3 separate regions of the Mus musculus genome follow, and all the other regions are linked to region 3. A link is a contact called in public Hi-C and HiCAR-type data. All regions are on one chromosome and are shown on one strand. The core of a region is the stretch at or near the end of the contact, and the rest is flanking DNA. Distances in the headings are between cores, read along the strand shown. Region 1 holds the start of Dcps (decapping enzyme, scavenger). Region 2 holds the start of Fam118b (family with sequence similarity 118, member B). Region 3 holds the start of Fli1 (Friend leukemia integration 1).

Evidence for each region. A called contact is a pair of places that touch in the nucleus more often than the background predicts. HiCAR-type assays count read pairs that join an accessible place to other places.
Region 1: a contact with region 3 is called in a HiCAR-type map of astrocytes, with 17 times the contacts expected there. The contact joins the promoter of Dcps here to the promoter of Fli1 in region 3. A contact is called at or near these places in 1 of 39 promoter capture datasets (embryonic stem cells) and 2 of 115 datasets of contacts at active chromatin or transcription factors (astrocytes and large pre-B cells).
Region 2: a contact with region 3 is called in a Hi-C map of B cells, with 6 read pairs. The contact joins the promoter of Fam118b here to the promoter of Fli1 in region 3. A contact is called at or near these places in 2 of 39 promoter capture datasets (frontonasal cranial neural crest and pre-B cells), 1 of 484 Hi-C or Micro-C datasets (B cells) and 1 of 115 datasets of contacts at active chromatin or transcription factors (astrocytes).

Annotation. Positions count from the first base shown.
Region 1 is chr9:35,174,514-35,177,829 of GRCm38.p6, forward strand. Dcps (decapping enzyme, scavenger) reads right to left here and starts at 1,474. Exons shown (of 6, transcript NM_027030.2): 1 at 1,258-1,474. The coding sequence starts at 1,455.
Region 2 is chr9:35,266,220-35,269,202 of GRCm38.p6, forward strand. Fam118b (family with sequence similarity 118, member B) reads right to left here and starts at 1,586. Exons shown (of 8, transcript NM_194257.2): 1 at 1,504-1,586. Rpusd4 (RNA pseudouridylate synthase domain containing 4) reads left to right here and starts at 1,662. Exons shown (of 7, transcript NM_028040.2): 1 at 1,662-1,859; 2 at 2,183-2,348. The coding sequence starts at 1,671.
Region 3 is chr9:32,539,773-32,543,218 of GRCm38.p6, forward strand. It overlaps Fli1 (Friend leukemia integration 1), which reads right to left and starts at 1,680. Exons shown (of 9, transcript NM_008026.5): 1 at 1,419-1,680. The coding sequence starts at 1,436.

The DNA of each region.
Region 1 (3,316 bases), core at 224-2,723, 2.6 Mb after region 3:
GATCAGCAAGTGAAGATGCTGGGCACACAAGCCTGACAACCTCTGTTTGAGTCCCCAGAACCCATGTACAGGAAGAAGGAGAGAACCCTCTCCACAAAGTTGTTCCCGGACCTTCACATGTATGCCATGGTGTGCTCCCCCCCCGCCCCGCCCCCGCTGTAGTAAAAAATAAAGTGCTGTTTGAGTTGCTGAGTTTCATTTTTAAAAGTTGTTAAATGAATATGGCTTGGGATTAGGACTGTATCTCCAACAGTTTCTGAAATGGTACTTGTCAAGCTCAAAAGGAGACAAACAGCTAACCATAGTAGTCGCAATTCTGCCACTCTGTACTACATATTAATACAAAGTAGCATTCTCAGCACTATTATCAAATGAAAATATTGATCAACTCTGAAAAAGGCTCAAAATGCTCTATATCCTGCTGCATTGGTCAGCCAAGAGCTCATTCTTTATAAGCAGGCACATCCATGTCATTTGTAAGCATGCAAATTTGTTTACATCTTTAATGAAAATATGTAAGTATACCAAAGATATATATATATATGTGTGTGTGTGTTATATATTATATATGCCTATATACCCAGGGTTGTATAAAACTTTCTCAGCAGAATGAAGTCACACGTGGAAGTTTCAAGCAGCCCATTCTAGAGAAACCTCCGTATCTGCCTTGACTAGTTGCCTCAGTAGTTTGTGATGGTCTCCAACTCTCCTCCGTTCCTGCTAGACAGCTAAGCACAATGTATGCAGAACCAGCTAACTCCTTAGTAGTTTGCAGTCCAGGAGACCCAGAACAGGGACAGTGGTCTCCACATGCCATGCACACGCCTGGATCCCCCTCATACATGAGAGCACACAGCATGTGGAAAGGGTTAACAACTTAGGCTGAAGTCACATAAAGCAGGGACCACATCTCAATAGTTATCTCGTCATTTCCAGAGACAAGATGCAGAACAAACACTTGCTGAGTTCCTGGCGTCTTCATACGTAAAATAAACGATGATGAATGGCTTGGGGAGTTTAACACGTGATTTTAAAACTGGCATCTATTTCTAGGGAAGGAGAAATTGGGGCAATTAGACCTAGATGTGCGCATTCCTTTAATTACACAGCAATCTTGTCGCTACAGGTATCATGGTAGTGGCACACTCCACCTTCCCCGAATAACGTGACTGGTAGTTCCCAGAATGGAAACAAATCCGCTTCTGACACGAAGACTGGTTCCCTCCTTCCCGCGTCCCCCGGGTTATTTAATGGTACCTTCCCATGCAGGAAAATAATTTTGTCCCGCGCAGACTCCCTGAGCACTTTTTGTACTCTAAAGCCGGAGAACGGTAAGCGGACAGGGGCAGAGGTGCCATTGCCAACGCCTGCTTCCTTCTCCTCTGTGCTGGGGGTTTCTGCCTCCTCTGCCTCCTGTTCGCGCTTTCTCTTGAGTTGAGGCGCTGTATCCGCCATGCTGCCTGGGAAGAACCGTACCCGCCTGCACGAAGAAGCCTCCGCCCACGCCCCTTGCGGTCCTTCCTCACAGTCTGTGAGGGACTGGACTTCAACTCCCGGCATGCTCCGCGCAGGCACGTCCGCTACTCCATTTCCCGGCATGCTTCGAGTTGTAGTCCGCTTCTGCAGTTTTTGCACCTGTTTGGGTGAGGGCCTTCCAATGACTTTTGCCTAGAAGGCGATGAGGAAGGGAAAGGAAACCAGCGAGGTCCTAACGAGGTGGAGTAGAGGTGTGTGACAATAAAGAGGCCCACCTTAGCCCAGCTCCTGGGATGGGAAACCGAAAACACTTTTGGGTGCTGTATGATGATGGATACAGAGTGTTAAATAATGACGTTTTACATTAAGGTCCCAACTCACGAGTGGGCGTGCAAGGAATGTTTTATTTTGTTTTAAATAAATCGACAAGGCATTTTGTTTCTTGGTTTTTGTTGTTTTGAGACAGGGTATCTGTATGGACTAGGCTGGATCCACTTGCCTCTGACTCCAGTGTAGAGATTAAAGGCGTACGCCACTACCTTCGGGGCTTGGTTGTTGTTTTTAAAAAGTGAGTACGTAAACTATTGTTCATTTTCTCCTACTTTCGTTATTTTACATCAATTGTTTTCCCTTTATGTGTAGACTTAGCCTTTTGGGTTTTTTATTTGTTTGTAGATAAGAAAAAGTAAGCTGACAAGACGGATTATACATGTCTTTCCATAACTTCCTAAATCCACTTTGCCTGTAGTTCTTCCCTATTACCCAGAGAAGTAGTTTGTATTCTTTTATTGTAAAGGAATAGTAATAAAACTCAGCGTTTTTAGATTTTGTAGGTGACTGGTGTGGCCATTCGTACAGGCTAGCCCTTTTCCCACTCCCTTTCAGTTGGCAACTCCAAATATTGTCAAGTGTAAGAACCCCAATGCTGGGCCTCCGCTCAAGTCCCGGGATGAGCTGGCCAACACCCCAACATCTCGAGAGAAAACCACACCTGATGCAAACTGCAAGAGGTTTTATTATCAGCTAGCTGAGGACAAAGTCCCTCCGCCTGCTGCCTGCCCTGCAGGGCAGGGGAGTTCGACCCTGAGCAGTGACAGTAGGGGGCTTTTAACAGGTAGCTGAGGAGTTGGGAGGAATTGGGAGGAGAGTTGGGAGGAGTTGGGAAGAGTTCTTCTCTTCCCGGTGTCCTTGGTGAAATTTACAAGGCAGGAGTGGGGAGTGAGTTCTTTCTGAATTTTTATCTCCGTGTCCTCAGCACAGGAAGGCAGGCATCTCCGGTTGTACAGTATAGAAACAAAAAGGCTTTTTTCTGGCTATAGAGAACAAAGAGCTTCTTTCTAGCTGGATTTTTAAAGATCAGGGAAAACAAGCTTAGGGAATATCCAGGGGCTTTACCTTCCAGGGAGAAATGCTCTAAATCAGGGTCTCACACAAGAACTAGTCTAACAAACATTATTCTTGTAAGTGGCAATGAGCTTTAATTTTTCAGACGAATGTAATGGATATGGCACAATTTTTTTTCAGTTCTTAATATGAACAAGATGCAACTTTCTGTCCATGTTTTAGTTAGTAACTAAGTACACCATGTTTTAATAATAGACTGCGTTTTGGATAGGAACATGAGTTGAGTATGACTGTTAAGTACAGGAACGTATTGGGGTAGCTGGAAGTTGGTATAATTATTTGCAAGTTGTCATTTGTCAACAAGCCTGAGGTTATCAATTATATACAAGACCAGAAAGAGATGTCCCCAAAGCCAATGGCAGTGACAAAACCTACTCTGTTCTTATGAACATTTCTGAGCGTTTTTCCAACTCAGAAAAATGAAAGAGAAAGGCTG
Region 2 (2,983 bases), core at 336-2,835, 2.7 Mb after region 3:
ACAGACAAGTCTTCCCACCATTCTCTACCTTCGTTCTTCACGTCAAAAAAAAAAAAAAAACTGACAGAAATATAACTGTTCAAAATGTTCATAAACAGACTGGGTGTGTGGGGGTGTAGTCTTTTATTCTAGCACTAGGGAAGCAGAGAAAAAGGTCCATGAATTGGAGGCTAGTCTGGTCTACAATGTGAGACCTTTAAGACAGACAGACAGACAGACAGACAGAAAGCAAACAACAACCCAACCTAACTCAGAATCACTGCAGCCACATAAAATATTTGTGAGCTTACTATATTAACAGGTTTGGGGATGAAAGAAGTCCTCCAGTAATTCACATCACACCTTGACTGTATAGCTGGTAATTCACATTTCAAGGACAGTACTTAGCAGGGGGGAAAAGACCGCGGAATGGGACGGGGCTTCATTAATGATCATCTACATTACAGCAGCCTAGTTGGTTTCCCGGATATACTTTCCTTTTTGATCTGTCCTGCTTTGTATTGCCACATTCCTCTCTACAATACCACTTGCAAGGGATTTCTCAAGAAGTTTCAAAGATCCAACTATCACATGAAGTTTAAATTCTTCAACTTCTAGTCTTCTGAGGCTATTCACCTGTTCAACTGTTTCACATGTGGTTTCCTTCTGCTAATTCATTTTGGAGGGAGAAACACCCAAGCCTAATTCAACTATTCATTCTCTAACTGAAATGCAATCTGGCTATCTTGAGGGAAGAGTCACTAGTTCTCACGACATCCCTTCAGCATCAGCTTCCCCAGCAAACGGCATGCGCATCCCAAGGTGTTTTCGAGATTACCATTCCAAAACAGCTGTTCATATTCCCAGCTGCCCTTTGGCGATAGGAGAGTCGTCGTTTGCAGTTCGGGAGTCTCTTGTAGGAAAGGGAGAGAGAGAGAGAGAGGGTTCGACGGTTTCAAGCTATGGAAGGAAAGACTAAAGGAGGCAAAGGGGGAAAAGCTCTTTACTTTCCTTGGGAAGAGTAGATAAGGGAAGAAAGAGGAGACCCCAAGAAACGAACTCTAGAGAAAGGTCAGTATAAACCCGTAGCGCTCTCGAGGTAGGACGTATGGGGCGGGGGTCCTGGATGAAGGAAAAGAACCGTCATCTTCGGGAGGACTGGCTACAAACAACGCGAAACAAAGGGGTTGGCAGTCGCAAAGCGGGAGGTTGGAATATGAGAGATCTGGGGATCTCCGGAGGACGAGCGGCAAGAAAACGAGAAAGAACACCACACGTCCCTCTGAGGACCCGCCGAGGACCTGGTTGCTAAGAGGGACCAGACAGGTGCCGGTAAAGACTGAGGAGCAGCCAGCTTCACTTCTAAGGACGCGGGGGCGGGGAAGTGTTTCTGCGTGGAGTCGTGCCCCGAAGCGAGACACGCTTGCCAGGGCAGTGCTCTCCAAGAATGGAGATCCGGGCCATGCGAAAACCGTTGGGGCACCGGCATTTCCCAGCCCTCGCCTGGCTTCCCCACACACTCACCGCGTCTGCTCCAAACGCCACCGCTCCAGCTGCAGCTACCGGCCGGCGCAGCCGCACTGAGCGCGCACCGCCCCACGTGACCCGTAGGCTACCTGCCCACGTGATCAGCAGGGCCCACCCCCCCCCCCTTCCTCCTCTCCGCGCTGTCCGGCCCCGCCCTCGCCAAGATGGCCGCGCCCTGCTTGCGTACGCCTGGTGTCCAGCTTTTGAGTATGAGTTCGCGTCCCGGGAGATTGTTCACTCCCGGCTCCTGGTCGTTTTGTTCCAGCGCTACTTCCTCTAGGCCCCTGAATGCTCAGAGATTGGCAGAGAAGCTCCGAGCCCAGAAACAAGAGCAAAAGGCAAAGGAAGTGCGGGTGAGTCTAGAGAGACTCAACTTCCGAGAAGCGATGCTCTCACGGCTTTCTTAGGTGTGGGGTGTGGTAGGCAGGTCCTGTAACAGCAAGTACATCAATGTTGAGAATATTCTGTGTGGTAGTCGGAATACCGCACTTTTGCTACTGCCAGACCCACCGCGTGGGTATGCAGATAAGACAGATGGCTATGTATGGTCCCAAAGGAAACATGAGTCAAATTATACAGTACAGTCATTCCACGGATTTCCACCTAAATCGCACTTAAGGCCATTCCCAGCGCTTCACTCCTTCATTAAGCTTTTTCCACCTTTCTCTTTCCTTAGGTGCCTACAAACCCCGTTCAGCGGAGAGTGCAGGAACTAGTGCGATTCACACAGCAGCTGCAGCGAGTTCACCCCAATGTGCTTGCTAAGGAACTGAGCCGAAGGATTCTCCACCAGGACAACGACCTCGTGGTCATTAATAAACCCTATGGTCTCCCTGTCCATGGTAAGAGCCATGTGGGCTAAGGAGAGAAACCTGCTGCTGCTTCCTCTTCCATCTAGGGTCACCCCTGAAGCTTTATTCATGAGACACTCTTGAATTCAAGTTAATTAAACCTTATTATCCCATGTATGTGACTACTGGTAACAAACCAGTGTCTAGTCCCCACTTGCAGATACCTGACAGTGAGCTGTATGCAGCCTCCCACAGGAATTATTGCAGAGAGATACAGAAGCTCAGTTCTGCACTGTGGGCTGTGTACAGCCACCCACAAGAATCGATGCGGAGAAATACAAAAAGTTACTTGCTAACTGTTATTTTCCATCAAAGTGGTTAAAACAAAACAACAACGAAAAAGGAGTTGGGAGCCAGTGTGCGACTGCCGCCCCAGGTCTAGGGGAGGATCCGGTGTTCATGTTCAGATCAGTCTCAGCAGCAGCAAAACTTCATTTCAAAATGAGAGAGGTAGAGAGACAAGGCTGGGAAGAGGAAATAATACACACGGTTGCGGTACACAGTAACCCCAGAGGGACTGGAACTTAATAGATGTCCTGATGCTGCTGAGTGTTCTGATGGGGGACGGCTGAAGTGAGTCAGAATTGAAAGGGAAAAAAAAAAAAAAAAAAAAAAAACATTTGTCA
Region 3 (3,446 bases), core at 430-2,929:
TGTCTTTGAGTTCCTTCAGTTGGTGCCTTTTACCTAAGTCAGCATGTTTCAGAGAAGGAGGGAGGGAGAGAGAAGGAGGGAGGGAGGGAGGGAGGGAGGGAGGGAGAGAGAGAGAGAGAGAGAGAGAGAGAGAGAGAGAGAGAGAGAGAGAAGAGACTCTTAGAAAATAAAAACACTCTGACCCCACCCAGAAGATAAAAATCTGTTAAATTCTCTAAAGCCAACAACACCTTCACCTCCTCTTCATCAAGCCATGAGAGGGAAGTGGATTCCTCTGGGTTCTGGAGAATGGCGGCTCTGCCAGTCCCCACCTCACCAGCCTGATAGTTTTTCCAGAGCAATTCCTGCTTGATATGCAGCCTTGAAGCTAACGTCTGCTCTCATTCATTCTCCTAAGTCCTCTTAGGCTAGTCACGTTAGGGGGTGTCCCTCGTCTCTGCTCCTGGCCCTACTTCCCCCTTTCGGAGGGAGCACTCGGCCTTTCTGAAGCGTGACAGGGAACCCAGACTCACAGGTCTGCTGGTCTGCACTTTGCAACCTAGACCCAAGCTGGGCCGGCGCGGGTGGCGGGTGGGGGTGGGGGTGCAATCGGCAAGCCCCAGGCCATAGACTCTGAACCAGCCACCGCAGGGGGACAGCTGTTGAAGGAGTTTAATTCTTACTGAGAGGACAGCTCCTGGATCCCTTGCTCTAAAGCAGGCGCACGCACAGTGTGCGGGATCTGAGGCACTGAGGAGCCGGAGAGCAAGGAGATTCCTAACCCGAGGAACTGCGAGGCGGGCCCGTTAGCTCCAGGCAGCCGGCGTCCGCAACTGCCGGGCAGCAGCAGTGAGAAGGGGGGAAGAGAAACCGGTCTGGCTGACAAGTAAACAGGGTCTTCCATCTGGACCCGCCGGCTCAGCCGGATCCTCAGACACCCTCCCTTGCACCCCTTGCCCTCCCGCAACTACTCCTCCAACTCGCTCGGAGGGTCGGGGGACCCCAGCCAGAGGCGAACGCTGCTCCTGCCCGCGCAGATCTCGGCCTCTGGCGTGAGGAAGCTGGCCGCCAGACTAGTGCCTGGCGCCGGGGCCAGGTCGTCTGGGTGCCGGGTGGGAACCGACCCGGCGATCTCCCGCCCGAGACTCTGCTCCGCGCCCCGGGTCCCCAGGTTTCAGCTGCCGGGTCTCGCAGCCCCTTCGGGCGGCACAGTGGGAGCCTGCGGGATTCCACAGTGGCGCAAGGAGTGAGGGGTAGATCGCCCTGGGCGGGAAGGCTGGCCGGCCTCCTCGGAATGGGGGACTCGCCACCCGGAGGAGACCGCGCGAAGCCGGGGCGCGGAAGGAAGGGAGAGCGGCCACGTCTTCCGGGACCCCGGCGCCCAGCCCTCCCGCCGCCCCGGTCGGCCCTCTCCCCGCGCCCACTGCCCAGCCGCTTACCTTAATAGTCCCGTCCATTTGGCCAAGTCTGCAGCCGAGCCCCCCAATATTCCACACATTGACCCGGTTACAGCCTGACCTCGTAGCCCCTTCAGATTAGCCCGGCGCGGCCTCTTTGGCGCCCTGGGCCCTCTCTGAGTGCCCCCTGCGAGCGCCCTGCCCTCGCTCCCCTGTGCACGTTTGTTGTTGTAGCGGATCGAAAAAGAGACAGTTAACCGGATGAAACTTTTTTTCAGCTAATTTTGGGAAGTGACTTCACTTTGCGATCGGGGAGGAAGTCCTATCTCTCTCTCTCTCTCTCTCTCTCTCTCTCTCTCTCTCTCTCTCTCTCTCTCTCTCATCTCGCCCTCTCCACTCTCTGCTCTCTCTTGTCTTCCCTCCCCCACACCCCCTCGTCCTCTCCTCGCCCTGCTTTTCGCATCACTCGCTATATAAATATACGCGGGATGCCCAGTTACATTCATGCACTGCGCACACAGGATACTTGCTCCTGGGAGATAAGAGCTGGCCAGGAACAATGACGGGGTCCACGCCCAGTATCCGCTCCCTGATTCCTGAAGTCTGCAACTCCCCCATCACCTTCCCCCCAAATCCAAAGCCAAACGCCTCTGGCCTCTTTCCTTTCCCTTGGGCCTTTGGCCGAAGGTGGCCCTCCTGACTCATTCACTTTCCGTTTCTTCCCACAGATACATTCATTAATGCTTTTTCCAGCCGGAGTCAAACTTTTTTGGGGATGGGAGGAAGACGGCGGAAGAGTTTGTTAGAACAGGGGATAACCTGGCGATGCTGACCGCCAGGGGAGATTCGGATGCAGATCAAGGCAAACCTACTATTTTTAAAAAGGAAGGAAGGAAGGAAGGAAGGAAGGAAGGAAGGAAGGAAGGAAGGAAGAAAGAAAGAAAGAAAGAAAGAAAGAAAGAAAGAAAGAAAGAAAGAAAGAAAGAAAGAGAGGAGCCGAAGAGAGTTTTTGCATCTAAGCGCTGGTCTCCGGATAGGCTCAAAGCGAATTCTGGGTCCCGCGGACCTGACCTGTCAAGGGCTCAATACCTCAAGCTTTGTTAGCAGAGAGATGCCCATGCTTTGGCGCGCCTCGACTCCGGGCTCCACAGCCCGCTAAGGAGGTAGACCAGCCACAACCTAGGCTTTTTGAGTTAAATTCTCTCACCTATCAGGACCCGACGGCCCAAGTTCTTCAATACCATCGCAGCCCCCAAGGAACTGACACCAGGGCGAGCTTGCCCTCCACACTACGCAGCAGGACCCAGGAGCGCGGCGAGCCGCGGCTCAGCAGAGACCCCACCTTGGATGAGAACGGGCAGTCTAAGGGTCCAAGCTAGGGACTGTCATTCCCAACCAGCGGCGTGGCCCGCTTTACCGGCTCGGTTCTTTCTGCTATCCCCCGCGCCTCCCCTGCTGGACCCAGGAGCTCTCTTGTTAAGGCTTCTCTGGGGTATCGGCGCTGGCGGCCTGACTCCCATCTCCCAGACTTTGAAAACAGGTTACCTTTTTCCACGCTCTTCAGACCACGCTGTGGACTTTCTCACTATTATTTAAGAGTCCTCCCGGGAAAAGAGGGGAAAAATTCCAGAGCAGATCCGAATAAATTGGAAAGGAAAAAAAAATCAAGAGGGTGTCCACGGCGGCAAGAAGGTGACTTATTAATTCTTTATTTCTTCAGGAGCAATTGCGCTCGCTCGCTCGCCTCCCTCCCTCCCCCCTTCCCCCTCTCCAAATTAGTCTCATCAATTCAGCTCCAATTTGGGGTTCGAATACAGACACGGGTCTGAACGTGACCAGACCTGGAGTGGCGGTGCAGCCTGCCAGCAATTGAGACTCGGTTTACTGTGGGGGGTGGGGTGGGGGCCGGGCCCACTCCCCCTCCTCCTGTCTGCTTCTCAATCCAGGGGTCTGCTCCGGGGCTCCCCTGGGACCGCCACATCTGGTTACCGCTAGCGGGGTCAGTCCCCCCCCTTTGCCTGGGGCCACCAGTTCTGGAGTTCAATTAAAAGAAATCAGGCTTAACCCTTT